Linked DNA regions of Mus musculus: region 1 is linked to region 2. A link is a contact called in public HiChIP or PLAC-seq data. All regions are on one chromosome and are shown on one strand. Each heading gives the region's core, a stretch centred on a gene start, on an enhancer-like site or on the middle of the called end of the contact. The rest is flanking DNA. Distances are from core to core; before and after follow the strand shown.

What was found. HiChIP or PLAC-seq counts read pairs in DNA pulled down with a chosen protein or histone mark.
Region 1: an H3K27ac HiChIP or PLAC-seq map of microglia shows a contact between it and region 2, with 6 times the contacts expected there. The contact joins two enhancer-like sites. A contact is called at or near these places in 1 of 39 promoter capture datasets (second pharyngeal arch cranial neural crest), 1 of 115 datasets of contacts at active chromatin or transcription factors (microglia) and 2 of 9 other capture datasets (embryonic stem cells and pancreatic islet).

The regions. Positions count from the first base shown.
Region 1 is chr6:87,506,013-87,512,737 of GRCm38.p6, reverse strand. All of the region lies in intron 1 of Arhgap25 (Rho GTPase activating protein 25), which reads left to right. Among named protein-coding and RNA genes, the nearest start is that of Arhgap25, 24 kb to the left of the region's middle. Within about 2 kb of position 1,542, at least 46 of the 459 cell types and tissues checked have an H3K27ac peak or open chromatin away from gene starts, as enhancers often do. A contact at or near this core is called in microglia, where this site is marked.
Region 2 is chr6:87,064,819-87,072,237 of GRCm38.p6, reverse strand. Gfpt1 (glutamine fructose-6-phosphate transaminase 1) reads right to left here. Exons shown (of 19, transcript NM_013528.3): 10 at 5,451-5,614; 11 at 4,459-4,554. Among named protein-coding and RNA genes, the nearest start is that of Gfpt1, 26 kb to the right of the region's middle. Within about 2 kb of position 2,902, at least 93 of the 459 cell types and tissues checked have an H3K27ac peak or open chromatin away from gene starts, as enhancers often do. A contact at or near this core is called in microglia, where this site is marked.

The DNA.
Region 1 (6,725 bases), core at 293-2,792, 440 kb before region 2:
ATTTTATTTATTGTTGCTCTTCCTCACTGTTGAGGGAAGGGAATGTACTGCCCCAGGGTCACATATTTGGTTCTTATGAAGGGCAGGTAGAAAAATCACCCTCCATATCCGTACATGTAGAAGAGAGAAAGACATGGGGGTTGTTTCTGACAGACAGCGATTACGATGAAGTGCTACAAATATCTACCTAGAGGTTTTCTATAACTATGATGCATTGTCTCTCTGAGGCAAATATTGAGGCGTGGGCACACTGAGAAGTCTGAGTTTAACTCTATGAGACACTTGTCAGCAGTCATTTGCCCATGTGGCAGCATCATTTCCTGTCTGACCAGCCTCCTAAGAAAGCGTCCGCTTCTTGCTTAGCAGTCCTTGATATAAGGTTGCCATTACATTTTACCCTATTTATTCTAATGTGTTTGTATTAGTACCCTACTGTGGTTTTATTTTACATATCGTACTAGCATCTTTTCATCTAACAAAGTGACAGTTCAAATATTTTGGTCATTTTAGAAATTGACCTGTTTTCTCAGGGATAAGTTTTGAGTGTGCCTCTCCTCCCTTCTTCTCCCCCTCCTCTTTCCCCTCTTCCTCCCCTCCCCTCCTCCTCCCCCCTCCTCCACTTCCTCCCCTTCCCCCTTCCCTCTTCCCCCTTCTCCCTTCCAGCCTTCCCCCTCTCCCCTCTCTTTTTTTCTTTTTTGAATTGCATTTTATTGAGTACATTGTAAGAGAGCAGCAGGCTGGGAAGTAGGTGGATTACCACCTACAGTCAAGAGTCTACTAAAGTAGATTCTAAGTACATCTTTAGTCAGATGTGTGACCAGAGTTACTTTCTCCCTCTCTGTTACCTGCTTTTCAATCTCTCATGTATATCAAAGAGTGAAAAGCATTGATCCTGGTGGAATCTAGTACCACAGTTTTCCTATGTGGATTATGGTTTTAGTGTCAGGAGTTGGTCTTGGTCATCTTAGCCCAGGATACTCTGTGAAGAACAAATGCATTCCATAAATATTAGGGATTCGGAGTCTTTCCTTCAGCTACTTCCTGCAGTGGCTTATAAACATCTTCTTTTGTTTTTTCCCCATACTAGTACTGCCCACAAGAACATACCCACAATCAGGCATAACAAATATGGATTTCCCATCTGACCGCTCAGCCTTCTGTCCCCAGGCCTCCCCAAGATCACAGAAGCAGCATTTTCTAAAGTATCATTTACTGCTCAGATGGAGCAGCCAGTGCACATTTTATAGCAGAACACTCTGGAACATCACTGCATCCTCTGGAAGCTCATGCCCCAAATATTCTACTCCCAAAATAACAAAACTCAGTCACCTATCAACTGACATTTCAGATTTTAGGCACCAAGCCGTTTGTTTGTTTGTTTATATTTGTGCCGTGCAGCATCTTCCTACATACGAAAGGAACAGATATTCTTAGAGGCTTTTCTTGAATCTAAGTGCAACTTCCTCTTCCTCCTCCTCCTCCTGGATCTGATTTTAAACCAGCTCTGTTCATAGCTGGTTCAATGCCAAGGAAGAGAAGGAGAGGAGGCAGTGGCTGCTCTCAGAGTCAGGAGACTAATGAGTCATCCGGAGCACAGTTGCCTTTCCCCTCATCTTAGTCTCAGTTCACATAAAAATATTTACTTTTGCTATCAAGATGGCTCCCTGGTATTTGCCACATAAACCTGGTGACTTGAGTTTGACTTTCATCTAGATTGTACAGAGGAAGAAGAGAACAGTTGCCCTCTGACCTCCATTTATACACATATACACTGACAAGTGTACAGATGCTCACATGTATGCATGCATGCACACATTCATCATACACACTAAATAAACAAACAAACAAACAAACAAACAAACATACACACACACACACACACACACTTGCTATTTTCCTAAATTTACCCCAACTCAGTTTATTATAAAATACATGAGCTGTTTTATTTTTGACATATTCCTATTTTTTGGCTGGACTTAGTTAAATGGAACAATTCCCTGAAACATAAAGGAAACTGGGCCAATGACAGAAGCACCAGAGATCTGTGTCCCCACCTAGGGAATCACCTTTGCAGAATCCACCTAGTGCAGCCATCTTGGATTTCTGGTGTCTCATGGAGGTCTCAGTTTTCCAGGAGAAGGTTTGGGTGCTAAATTTCATTTAATTTTGGTAAATTCAAGATCTTGAAACATGAGTATTGTCTTAGTCAGGATTTTCTAGAGTCACAGAACCTCTCTCTCTCTCTCGAATTTATTGGAATGATCTTCAGACTTCAGACCAGCTCATTAAACAATGGCTAGCTGGGTGCTGCAAGTCCAAGAATAGAGTAGTTGCTCAGTCCCACAAGGCTGGATGTCTCAGCTGGTCTTCTACCTGTTTTGGAATCTCAAAGAAGTAAACTCCAATGTCAGTGAAACAGTGGGTGTCCTAGCAAGAGGAGGACAAACAGGCAAAGAGAAATATTCCTTACTCTATGTCCTTGTATAGACTTCTAACAGAAAGTATAGTCCATATTAAAGGTGTGTCTTCTTGACTCAAGATCCAAATCAAAGGTGTGAGTCTTCCTGCCTCAAAGGTCCTGACTAAAAATGGATCCACCTACTTCAAACCAAGCAGAAAATCTTTTAAAGGTGTTCCCTACATTTCTGGATTGTTCAAGCTGGCAACCAAGAATAGTACCACAAGTACCAACCTGTCTCTCGCCGCCACCCCTGTGCCAGGCAGCTGGGAGTACATGCCCTGGGCAGCTTGTGCTGCCTGCTGGATCAAAGAGACTGGATCATCAAATGACAGAAATCTGTGCTCCAGGCAAGCCAGGGGCAGTCATTTTTGTTTACTCTATTCTACTCCAGCACTGTGTGAGCCTCCCTATTTGATTATTGACTTTCAGAAAATTTAAAGGCCCATGCTTTTGAATTGACTTTTCAAACTTCTGATTTTTTTTCAAATGAAATAGCCTGTGACATTTACAATAGACAAAATTTTAAAAGCCAGAAACCCAACACCTGAAGAAGGGGAAAATCTGAATTCCAGAGTAGTGTTTTCAAATGCTGAGTTTGCGCTTTCTCTGTCACTGTCTCTCTGTCTCCATCTCTATCTCTCTCTTCTTTTTTTTCAAGAACAACAAAATAACAAAGTATATGAAGAAACATTAAAGTATGATCTATTCAAAGGAGGAAAATAGATCATCATAACTTATCCGTGAAAAGAAGATAGAAAACATAAAAGGAAATGAAAAGAAATGCTGAAGCTAAAAATCATACATAAATGAAATGAAAATCTTACTAGAGTGTTTTGAAACCAGATATGAGAAAGAAAGAGAATCTGCAAACTCAAGGGTGAGGCATTGGAAATAGTCAAGTTTGAGGAATATAAGCCACATTAGAGGAAAGTGCTCAGAGCCTAAGGGATCTGTAGGTCATGAGTCAACAGAGAAATACACTCATTGTTTGAGTCTCAGGGGAAGAGAGAAAGGGGAAGAGAGGATGTCTAAAGAGCAATGACTGAAAGCTTCCCACACTTGATGAAGGACATGAATATAAAGAACCATGATGCTGAGTTAACTACAAGTGTGATGAGCTTAGGGCCCGCAAAGATGCGTTAGGATGCGTTACAGCTGAACTTTCAGAAAAGAGTGGTAAAGAGAAATTTAAAAGCAGGTGGAGAGAAGTGACTGATCACCTACAAAGGACTCTCAATACGATCATGAGACATTTCTTATCAGAAGCTTTTGATCTGATGATGAATTCAACCTTCTAGAAAGAGGAGGAACTGTTGATCAAGAATCTTTTTTTTAATTACATATTTTCCTCAATTACATTTCCAATGCTATCCCAAAAGTCCCCCATACCCCCCCCCACTCCCCTACCCACCCATTCCCACTTTTTGGCTCTGGCGTTCCCCTGTACTGGGGCATATAAAGTTTGCATGTCCAATGGGCCTCTCTTTCCAGTGATGGCCGACTAGGCCATCTTTTGATACATATGCAGCTAGAGTCAAGAGCTCCGGGGTACTGGTTAGTTCATAATGTTGTTGCACCTACAGGGTTGCAGATCTCTTTAGCTCCTTGGATACTTTCTCTAGCTCCTCCATTGGGGGCCCTGTGATCCATCCAATAGCTGACTGTGAGCATCCACTTATGTGTTTCCTAGGCCCCGGCCTAGTCTCACAAGAGACAGCTATATCAGGGTCCTTTCAGCAAACGCTTGCTAGTTTATGCAATGGTGTCATCGTTTGGAGGCTAATTATGGGGTGGATCCCTGGATATGACAGTCTCTAGATGGTCCATCCTTTTGTCTCAGCTCCAAACTTTGTCTCTGTAACTCCTTCCATGGGTGATTGTTTCCAATTCTAAGAAGGGGCAAAGTGTCCACACTTTGGTCTTCGTTCTTCTTCAGTTTCATGTGTTTTACAAATTGTCTCTTATATCTCAGGTATACTAAGTTTCTGGGCTAATATCCACTTATCAGTGAGTACATATCATTTGAGTTCTTTTGTGATTGTGTTACCTCACTCAGGATGATGCCCTCCAGCTCCAACCATTTGCCTAGGAATTTCATAAATTCATTCTTTTTAATAGCTGAGTAGTACTCCATTGTGTAAGTGTACCACATTTTTTGTATCCATTCCTCTGTTGAGGGGCATCTGGGTTCTTTCCAGCTATGGCTATTGATCAAGAATCTTATATCCAGCAAAACTATCCTTCTGTAATGCTCACTCAGCTCAGATAAAGGTGCCTGCCACCCAACCAGATAACCTGAGTTCAATCCCTGGAACCCACCTGGTGAAAAAAAAAAGACCTGACCCCTGAAAATTGTCTTTTGACCTTCATATACGCTCTTCATACACACACACACACACACACACACACACACACACACACACACACACACACACACACACTAAATAAAAAGTGTTTTTAAAAAGTGAGAGAGGGGGGCTGGTGAGATGGCTCAGTGGGTAAGAGCACCCGACTGCTCTTCCAAAGGTCCGAAGTTCAAATCCCAGCAACCACATGGGGGCTCACAACCACCCGTAATGAGATCTGATGCCCTCTTCTGGTGCGTCTGATGACAGCTACAGTGTACTTACATGTAATAATAAAAAAAAAAGTGAGAGAGATGGTAAGACATTCCCAGAGAAACAAAAGTTAAGTGAATTCATTAGTCTCATCCTGCAAGAAGTTCTAAATGAGGTCTGGAAGGTCAAAATGGAAGGTCATAACCATAACTCAAAGACAACAAAGACATACAGACCTCAAAAGATGTGTGTGACCTACAATTATTAAAGCAACTTATAACAGTGCTGTGAAACTATAACCTTATTTCTGCATAATTTGAAATGTTAAAGATCACTCTAGATGCTATCATAATTGCAATTTTAGTTTATAAACTATACACTCTTCTTAATAATTTAATGGATTTAAAACCTTTAAGATTAAAATTTTGTAATTTTCTTGGAATTACAAGTTATATAATGCAATTTGGTGCCATTTAAGAACTGAAGACAAAGGGACAAAGGCATTAAAAGCAGCATATGCATATTATTAAAGTTAAGTTGGGATAAATCAAAATTAGAATGGAATATGTTTGGACTGTTAAACACAAATCTGATGTCAGTATAAAACAGTTAAATAACATATGCAAAAGAAAATAATAAATCTATACCTTTTGCTGTAAAAATTCAATTGAAGAAGATAGTCCGTCAGAAAATGAGGGACCAGATGCTATAAATGATGTGAGAAATGAATAGCAAATGTACAGAATTAAGTCCCACATCATCTACGATTATTTTGAATGCATTTTTCTGAATGAAAAAGAAAACATGACCCAATAATGTGCTGTCTGTGTACACAAAACGACAGAAGATTAAAAGTGAAAGCTTTACGACACCTTCCCTGCAAATACTAACTGAAGTACGAGGACAACTATACTCACAGTCATCAAAGTGCTCTGGACCTGCGGAGAGGCCGTAGAGGAGCCGGAGCAAGGCCTCAAATAACTGAAATCAAAACTAGAATTGGAGACAGTGCCACCTGTTTCACAGACACACAATATAAGTACATTGGACAGTTACATACCTACCAGCCAACTCCATAACTAGAATAGGTGGAAGAGCATCTCAGACATGCCACACTACTGAGACTCAGCCCGGAAGAACTAAGAAATTGGAATAAACCTACAGCTATGGTCAAGACTGAATCAGCAATTGCAAACCTGGAAAAGAAAGACCTGATACTCCACCAATGAACTCCATTACAGTATTATGTTTTTATATTTATTTTTATTTTATATTATGTGTGTTGAGTGTTATGCCTGAATGTGTGACTGTGCACCCAGTACCCTTGGAAGCCAGAAGAGGGCATCAAATCCCCCAGAACTGGAGTTACACATGTTTGTGAGCCACCAGGTGCGAGCTGGGAATCAAACCTGGTTCTCTGGAAGAGCAGCCTGTGCTTTTAGCTGTTGTATCACTTTCCAGCCTCTCCCCCATCACAATCTCCACTCAGAAAAATGACTGATACCAATTCTTCTCTTTTGCAAAGAAGAGAGTGAGAGAGAGAACAACTTTCTAGCTTGTTTTATAAAGTAGCCTTACCCTGAAATCAAAGCTAGCCAAAAATGCTACAACAAAACACAAACCATTATCCTTTATAGCATTGCTGTAAACACTCCCAACCAAGACAATGGAGCTGCAATTCACAGTGTGAACGGCCGTGCATCGTC
Region 2 (7,419 bases), core at 1,653-4,152:
GGGCTCACCGCCAGCCATGCCAGTCTAATCCACAAATGCCAAGTCTCAGTGAAAGACCCTATCTAAAAAAACAAACAAAACAGGGTGGAATAAGCCTGAGAAACAACACCCAAGGTTGGTCTCTGGCTTCCACATCAGCACAAGCAAGCAAGCAAGTGCACATATATATATAAATATAAACACACACACACACACACACACCCCTCCCTAAACACATGAACATAGGCAGGTACAATCAAATATACAAAATGATTGTTTTCATTATGTCTAATAAAGCTACCTAGAAAATTACATTATGTTTATTTCTACAAACTCCAAACTATGGTAATCTATTTTTCTAAGAGCACTTCTTGTCTTCAAAGAGACTAAACTACTGCCAGACCCTGCAGCCACATTTACATTGTGCAGAGATCGTGTAGGACTATGCATCCACCCTGCTAGTCTATGTATACTCAGCCTGTTTAACCAACCTGCCTTTAAGAGAACAATGTAACCAACTCTACTATGTGTTGGATTTCCCATGCAATCAGCTTTACAACTTAGGCTCAATGCACAGCCTTACTCTTAGATTATGGACTCTTCCATGGTCGACCGAGAAGAATAATGCATGTGTACTGTAGCAATCATTGCTGAGAGCAGCAAACAGGTTGAAAGCAACCTTAAAACAAACAACACATAAATGTTGGGAGCAACGTGTGCACATAGCTCTATGACCGAATGGTGTTCTGAGTCAGTAAAGTAACTTTTGTTAGGGATAACACAACAAACAGAGAGATCAGACACAACAGAGAAGGAACAGGGACAGACAGATCAGTCCTATAGGACAGACATGCTGCCAAGAGGCCACTAGCCACAATGGAGAAGCAGAACTCAAACTTGAGGTTCTTGGTCAAACTACTCCAAGAGGAAGTTCCTGTTCCCATTCCTTAATGCAACAGTGATGCATTTTGGTCCCTCAAGCCACCCCTCAGTCCAGAGAGGTTTTTTTTAATGTGGTACTGATGTGCATAGAATCCTGCAGTCCTGTTTGTATGCAAGCCCTCTTTTCTCTCAGTCTTTGCCATGGCTACTGACTTAACAGTTCAGTTCCAATGTTGGCCTCACTTGGACTGCTGGGACATCTCTCCTCTGCCCACCTACTGAAATCCATTGGATCATCTCTGAAGATGGTGATGGTGACAACAATATTCTCTCAGCAAGTGTGAAGACCTAATTTGGATCTCTAGCACTCACATAAAACGTTGGGCACAATGACAGGTGCCTGTAATCCCAGCATTACGAAGATGGAGACCGGCAAGTCCCAACATTAGGAAGGTGGAGCCCAATGACCAGCCAGTGCAGCCAGTCAGTAAGCCCCAGGTTCAGGAGATAAGGTGAAAGGTACTGAGAAAGGCATGCGACAGTGACCTCTGACCTCCACATTCACACAGACACACTTGCTCACATGTATTAGCCTCCCAGTCCCCAGACACCACCAAAGTAGAAACCAAACAAAGCAACAACAAAACTTGCTGCTGGTTTCCCAAATGACTTGGACTATAAACCACACTATTCATGTTTTCCAGGTCCCCTGTGAGCATTTCCAGGTTAACTTCTGTGCCTGCTCTTAATCAAAACACAGTGTAAGAGTACAGTGTTTGCACAGGTCTTGGTGTGCGCTACACTTTAGGAAGTATGATGTGTGTTCTATTGGTAAAATACTGTGTGCTGTTTGAATCCACTGAGAAACTGCCTCTGGAAATGGGGTTTTTCCCACCCCCCCACCCCCCACCATTTCAGGCCCAAGAATGTTTGTTCTCTCCAATCTGAAGACAGAATAGCCTTCTAAACACTGTGATAGGCACGAGAAAAAAACAGCCTAAGGAAAGCCATGGGAACAGCTCCAAGGAAAAACTATTTCTAACAGATGTTACTACTGTTTCCCCATAACAAACAAGTGTGTGCAGAGGGAAGGAAAAGCTGAAAAGTTAGAACCACCTCACCATCCCAGGTCTGTTTCTGCTCTACCCAATTTGACAATGCCCACTCTTGATACTCCGAAGCCTCCCCTTACTTGAGGGACCATTTTACCCTGACTAAACTCCAACTGACTGGGTTACAGAAGCCTTCCCAGTCAATTTCTGCTAGACATTTTGATATTTTGTTCTGTCTGTCTATCCATCATTTTCTACTGATTCTTTTCCTTTGGCTTGCCATATACTTCAGAAACTCAGCCATACAAAACCAAATGGATGGCTATAAGACAGAAAAAAAAACAAAAAACAAAAAAACAACGCCTGGAGGCTGGGGTGAGTCATACTCCATATAAAACAGACAAATTACATGAGGAGGGCGCACCTTTAAATCAAGAGGCAGCTGGAGATATGTGAGTCTAAGGCTGGCCTGGTCTTCAAAAGTGAGTTCCAGGCCATTTGGGACTATATAACACCCTACCCCTCCTCCCAAAAGAGCAGACAGTCTACCAGAGAAGGTAGTATTGCAGATGGAGATCAAGAACAGGCATGTTAAGACATGTTTCCTAAACTTAGTCAAGCAAATTCCCTGATGGCTTTTAGGCTAATTCTAGGAGTCCCCCAAGGTCTGAAATGACTTATGTACAATGTGTGAGACCCAGGCAGGCCTCTTGCTGCTCCTGCCTCAGCCTGCCAAGCATGTCATAATCTGGATAATGCTTTAGTCTAACTCTGACAACACAGCCATAACTAAGAAATAAATAGAAAGACTGCTTAGGAGGTGGGGTTCCTCAGGAGCGTCACTGAAGGAACACACCCATGAGTGACTGGCAATGTGACCTTTGGCAAACATTCAGCTGACAGTTCTGACGTCCCCGAGAACTCCTATCCTGTTTACATTAGACAACTCATATGCACGTAATACACGTAAGAGTTTTAAACACAGTAGCTGTCTCAGCGCTGGTGTATGACTCAGAAGGAGACGACACACATAGCACATGCAGGGTCCTAGTTTTGTTCCCCAGGATGTGGCACAGAGGGATTAAGACAACACAGTAACCACAGGAATAAAGGCATACCATGAAGTTCTCAAAGTCGGCCTCATTCTCTTCGCTTAGCAAACAGGTCTTTTTCCTGACTTAAGTTCCACGAATCCTTTGAGCACTGTGCTCTGGCCCTGGGTCTCCTCCCTCACAGATCTATGTGGTCCTCACGGTCCCACTCCTATTGCTCCTGTCTCCCCATTCTTCCTCTTTTCACTGTGCTCAGACAGATCGACATCGTACTGCTATATATAACCCAGGCTTTCCCTTCCCTGGCACCTACAGACCAGATAGCACCCAGACTTTAAAAGCTAATCAGCTTCCATAACAGAGGTGCCCCCTGAGCCCACCATCCACCTCCTCAGGACAGTTCCTCTCCCCAACTTTCCTAAACTGACTTTTATAATTCTTCAAATCCTAGACCTGAGACATACCCTAAACTACTGAGCATAAGCATAACAGAGCATAAGCCTCCTCATGGCTTTCACACCAATGCCCTCAGCTAATGCTCTTCCAGGCAGCCCAGTGTTCCCATCTGACCTCCACTTACTTACATCTTCCAAGCCTACACCTTCTTACATCGCGAGGCTTCCCCTCATCCCAACATCCCTTTCCTAAATTCAATACTAAACTTTAAACACTTTCTAGTGCTTGGATCATATTTTACATTTATTTAAATTGTTAATTATATATTCATATGATTAAATTATTAAGGGCAAGACTACATCAGAAACTCTGCTATGGTCTACTCCTGTGACATGAGTTGGAGACTAGAGTCTAGTCATGCGGTATCTGTAAGCTGCTGTGGTGTGTGCTCTAGAGACCAGAGCTGCTCTCTGACTTCTGCTTTCAACATGGAGCAAAGTGCAAACATGAAAGACCTCTGCAGAAGTTCGTGTTTTGCTACTTATGACAGAAACCTAGGGGCTGGAAAGATGGCTCAATGGTTAAGAGCACTTGCTGTTCTTGCAGAGAATTTGGGTTCTGTTTCCAGAGCACACATGATGGCTCCCAACTATATCAAACTCCTGTTCCAGTTCCTCTTCTAATCTCCAAGAGAATCAAGCACAAATGTGGTACACATATTATACAGACAGGCAGGCAAAGTGCCCAAGGTCTGATAACCACAGCAAGAACCTAGTGTGTGACTGTCACCTCGTAGTGGGATTATGCACATTCACACTGTGAGCCCCAGCCCTGCTATCCAACTCTAGAACTCTCCCACATACCCAGTGAAAACTACCTAGGAGACCATGACTCTCCACCATTCCCCAGCACCTGTCCCCACCAGCCCACTTTCTGTCCCCAAATCTGAGCTGACTCAACCAATACACAGTGCAATCGCACTTTGATACCTGGCAATCTTAGCTGTTCCACAAATCTATAAGAAGGACAATAATTTGTCAGGTTGCTAATGGCACTCCCCCAGGAGACTTAAATGACAAAATATAAAATGTCATTACCAGTGTAGTCATCAAAATTGACTCTTCCTCTCATTGTGTTCACAACAGATTCTGGCTGCTCAAAAATTTCCTTCTGCATAAATGAACTAAAGTTGCCTACAAAAATAAAAATTATATAATTAAAACAACAGTAAATAAGCTAAGCAATCTGTACACAATCAACTACCTCTTCAATATAAACACACTATCTCAAGGTAATCTTGAGAGATGAAACAAAGGCCATGCAACAAGGGATTTTCATTCAGACTGACTTCCTAAAAGCCTGGATGAGTATTTCCACTCTACATGAGAAACGAACAAGGAAGAAAGCCACTTTATTTGCTTAGTAGCTAAAATTCATAGTTATATGAATAAGGGCAGAGGATAAATTTTTGAGTCAAATTTAAGTTCAAATGATCAAATTAACCTTTACTATGTCAACCGGGAAAACTCCTTACTTATAAGTAAGATCAGTATTTACTTCCTTGAATGAACTGTAGTATGGCTCATGGAACTTTGAGGACAGTAGCTCTATGATATAATCCCTACTACAGCACTGTCAGAAAGGAGAATAAAAACCCTAACAGTTAACGGCAGTACACATTATGTGGGGCACACAGGTATCAGGCACTATTTATTCTAAGAGCTTGTGTAGATCAGCCTTCTTGATCCTCAAACCTTAGTGTGATAGAGTCTATTTCTCCCTCTCAATACATGAGAAGGCTGAAGCACAGAGAGATATAACAAGAGTACTGAACAGCCATGAGGCATTCGTACCCTTACAAAGCATCTTTCAACATTTGGTACCCCCTCCTTCTTACAAAGTTAAAAACAGACCACGAGTTAGATTCAACAACTATTCTAAGACCAGCAGGCCGTTTCTCTAGAGTCATCCCTTTCCAGGTTGACCATCCACTCATCATGTGGAAGACTCCACAGCTTCATCAGCCATAACGGAAGTAGAGGCTTCCTTTCTTGAAGCATCCCAAGTCCTAACATGACAAGGTACTCACCCTTCATGATCTGCTGGAGCTCCATCTGGAGAGTTTGCACAGCTCGGCCAGGATGGTCTCCTGCAGTTCGTTTAATTCGGTGGATAGAGAGACGGCCATCCACCACTGCTGCAACATCATCATCTTCCAGAAAGATGACACGATTGGTGTGCTCTATCACGGCACTACAAAATGGTCAAGGAGATGTTATCAATAACCAGATAGAATGCATGGACCAAGCTCAAACATCAACTCTCATCTTTTTTTTTTTTTTTTTTTTTTTTAAAGATTTATTTATTCATTTTATGTAAGTACACTGTAGCTGTCCTCAGACACTCCAGAAGAGGGCGTCAGATCTTATTACAGATGGTTGTGAGCCACCATGTGGTTGCTGGGACTTGAACTCCGGACCTTCGGAAGAGCAGTCGGGTGCTCTTACCCACTGAGCCATCTCACCAGCCCTCAACTCTCATCTTATACCACGTGTAATGCCTTCGCTTCCTACAGGGCCGTATTAAACATGTGGTCACTGTGAACAAAAGAGTGAAGGGGCCCTTTACATAGCAACCTAACCAGCAGCTCATCAAAAGGAAAATGCAAGGCTATTTCTGCTTCCTGCCAACTCTCACCTAAGTCTGCCATTTTAACCGCTAAGTGTTTCTGAACGCTACCTTCCATGTCACTGCCACTGCTGAGTACAAGCTGTCATCAGCTCTGGCTGGCTTCTGCAGCATCCCTAAGTATCCACTACTTTCTCTCACCCCTCTGTTCTCTTTTCTGCCCAAGTCAACAGCAAAAGGTGATGCAAATCAAGAGAATTATTTCCCTCACCCAACAAATCATTTTTCAGCCTTCTTCTGGCACTCAGGAGAACCTCAAACTGCCATGCACATCCCAGCAAGTGTCCTTGATTCTCTTCAAGCTGCTTGACGCCCTTTGCGCCCTTTGCAAGCTCATAGTGAGTGCTCATCCCATACCTTTCACCTAAGCATCTCCTGATCCCCTCAGCTCAGATTGAGCTTCGTTGTCTTAAAAAAAGATCTGTCGGGCGTGGTGGCGCACACCTTTAATCCCAGCACTTGGGAGGCAGAGGCAGGCAGATTTCTGAGTTCAAGGCCAGCCTGGTCTACAGAGTGAGTTCCAGGACAGCCAGGGCTACGCAGAGAAAGCCTGTCTCAAAAAAAAAAAAAAAAAAAAAAAAAAACAAAACAAAACAAAAAAAAACAAAACCAAAAACCAAAAACAAAACAAAACAACAAAAAAAGATCTACTAACAAGGGGTTAAGGGAGCATGCTATAGGAACTGTGTAGCTCTTGTCACAGTAGGAACTCCACATAGATGCTTTAAAATGTGTCTCCCCTACTATGGCAGTCCAAGTAGTACTTTTATTGTACCATTCTCCTGAGACTAGCATATGGTGTTGTAGGATGTTTGATAACACTGTGAACCTCAAGATTGTGGTATTTACTGAAAGAAACTGTTTCCAGTTGTAATGTGGCTCAGCCCTCAACACACGCCTTTAATCCTTCCAGCTGGAATACAGACATGCCCTTACTACAAACCTTTAATCCCAAACAATGAAAGTAAAGTTAGTTTGTAGAGGGAAGCATGCATGTTTGAAAGTGATGTCTAATTGAGAGGCAGACAAAGCGACAAATCAGAGAAAGATTTGACAGACTAGGATATACTCAATTCTCAGGAGAAGAGAGAGAAATGGGAAGCTACTTAAGACAGCAGTGCAGAGAAGGGTGGGGCTGGGGGAGGGGTCAGTTTTCCCAGAACAGTTCTATAGAGACAAGTTGTAGAGAGAACAAGCTAGACCCAGGTGAAGACAGAACAAGTCAGAGAATGAGAAGAAGCCAGAAGATCAAAATAGACTGCCAAAGTGAGTAAGTTGCCAAGCAGAGCAATGCAGGAAGCCAAGATAGAAGGCAGATTGAATCAGTCAGCTTGAAGAGTGTGAGGCAGAATAAGTGAGTTAAACCAGCC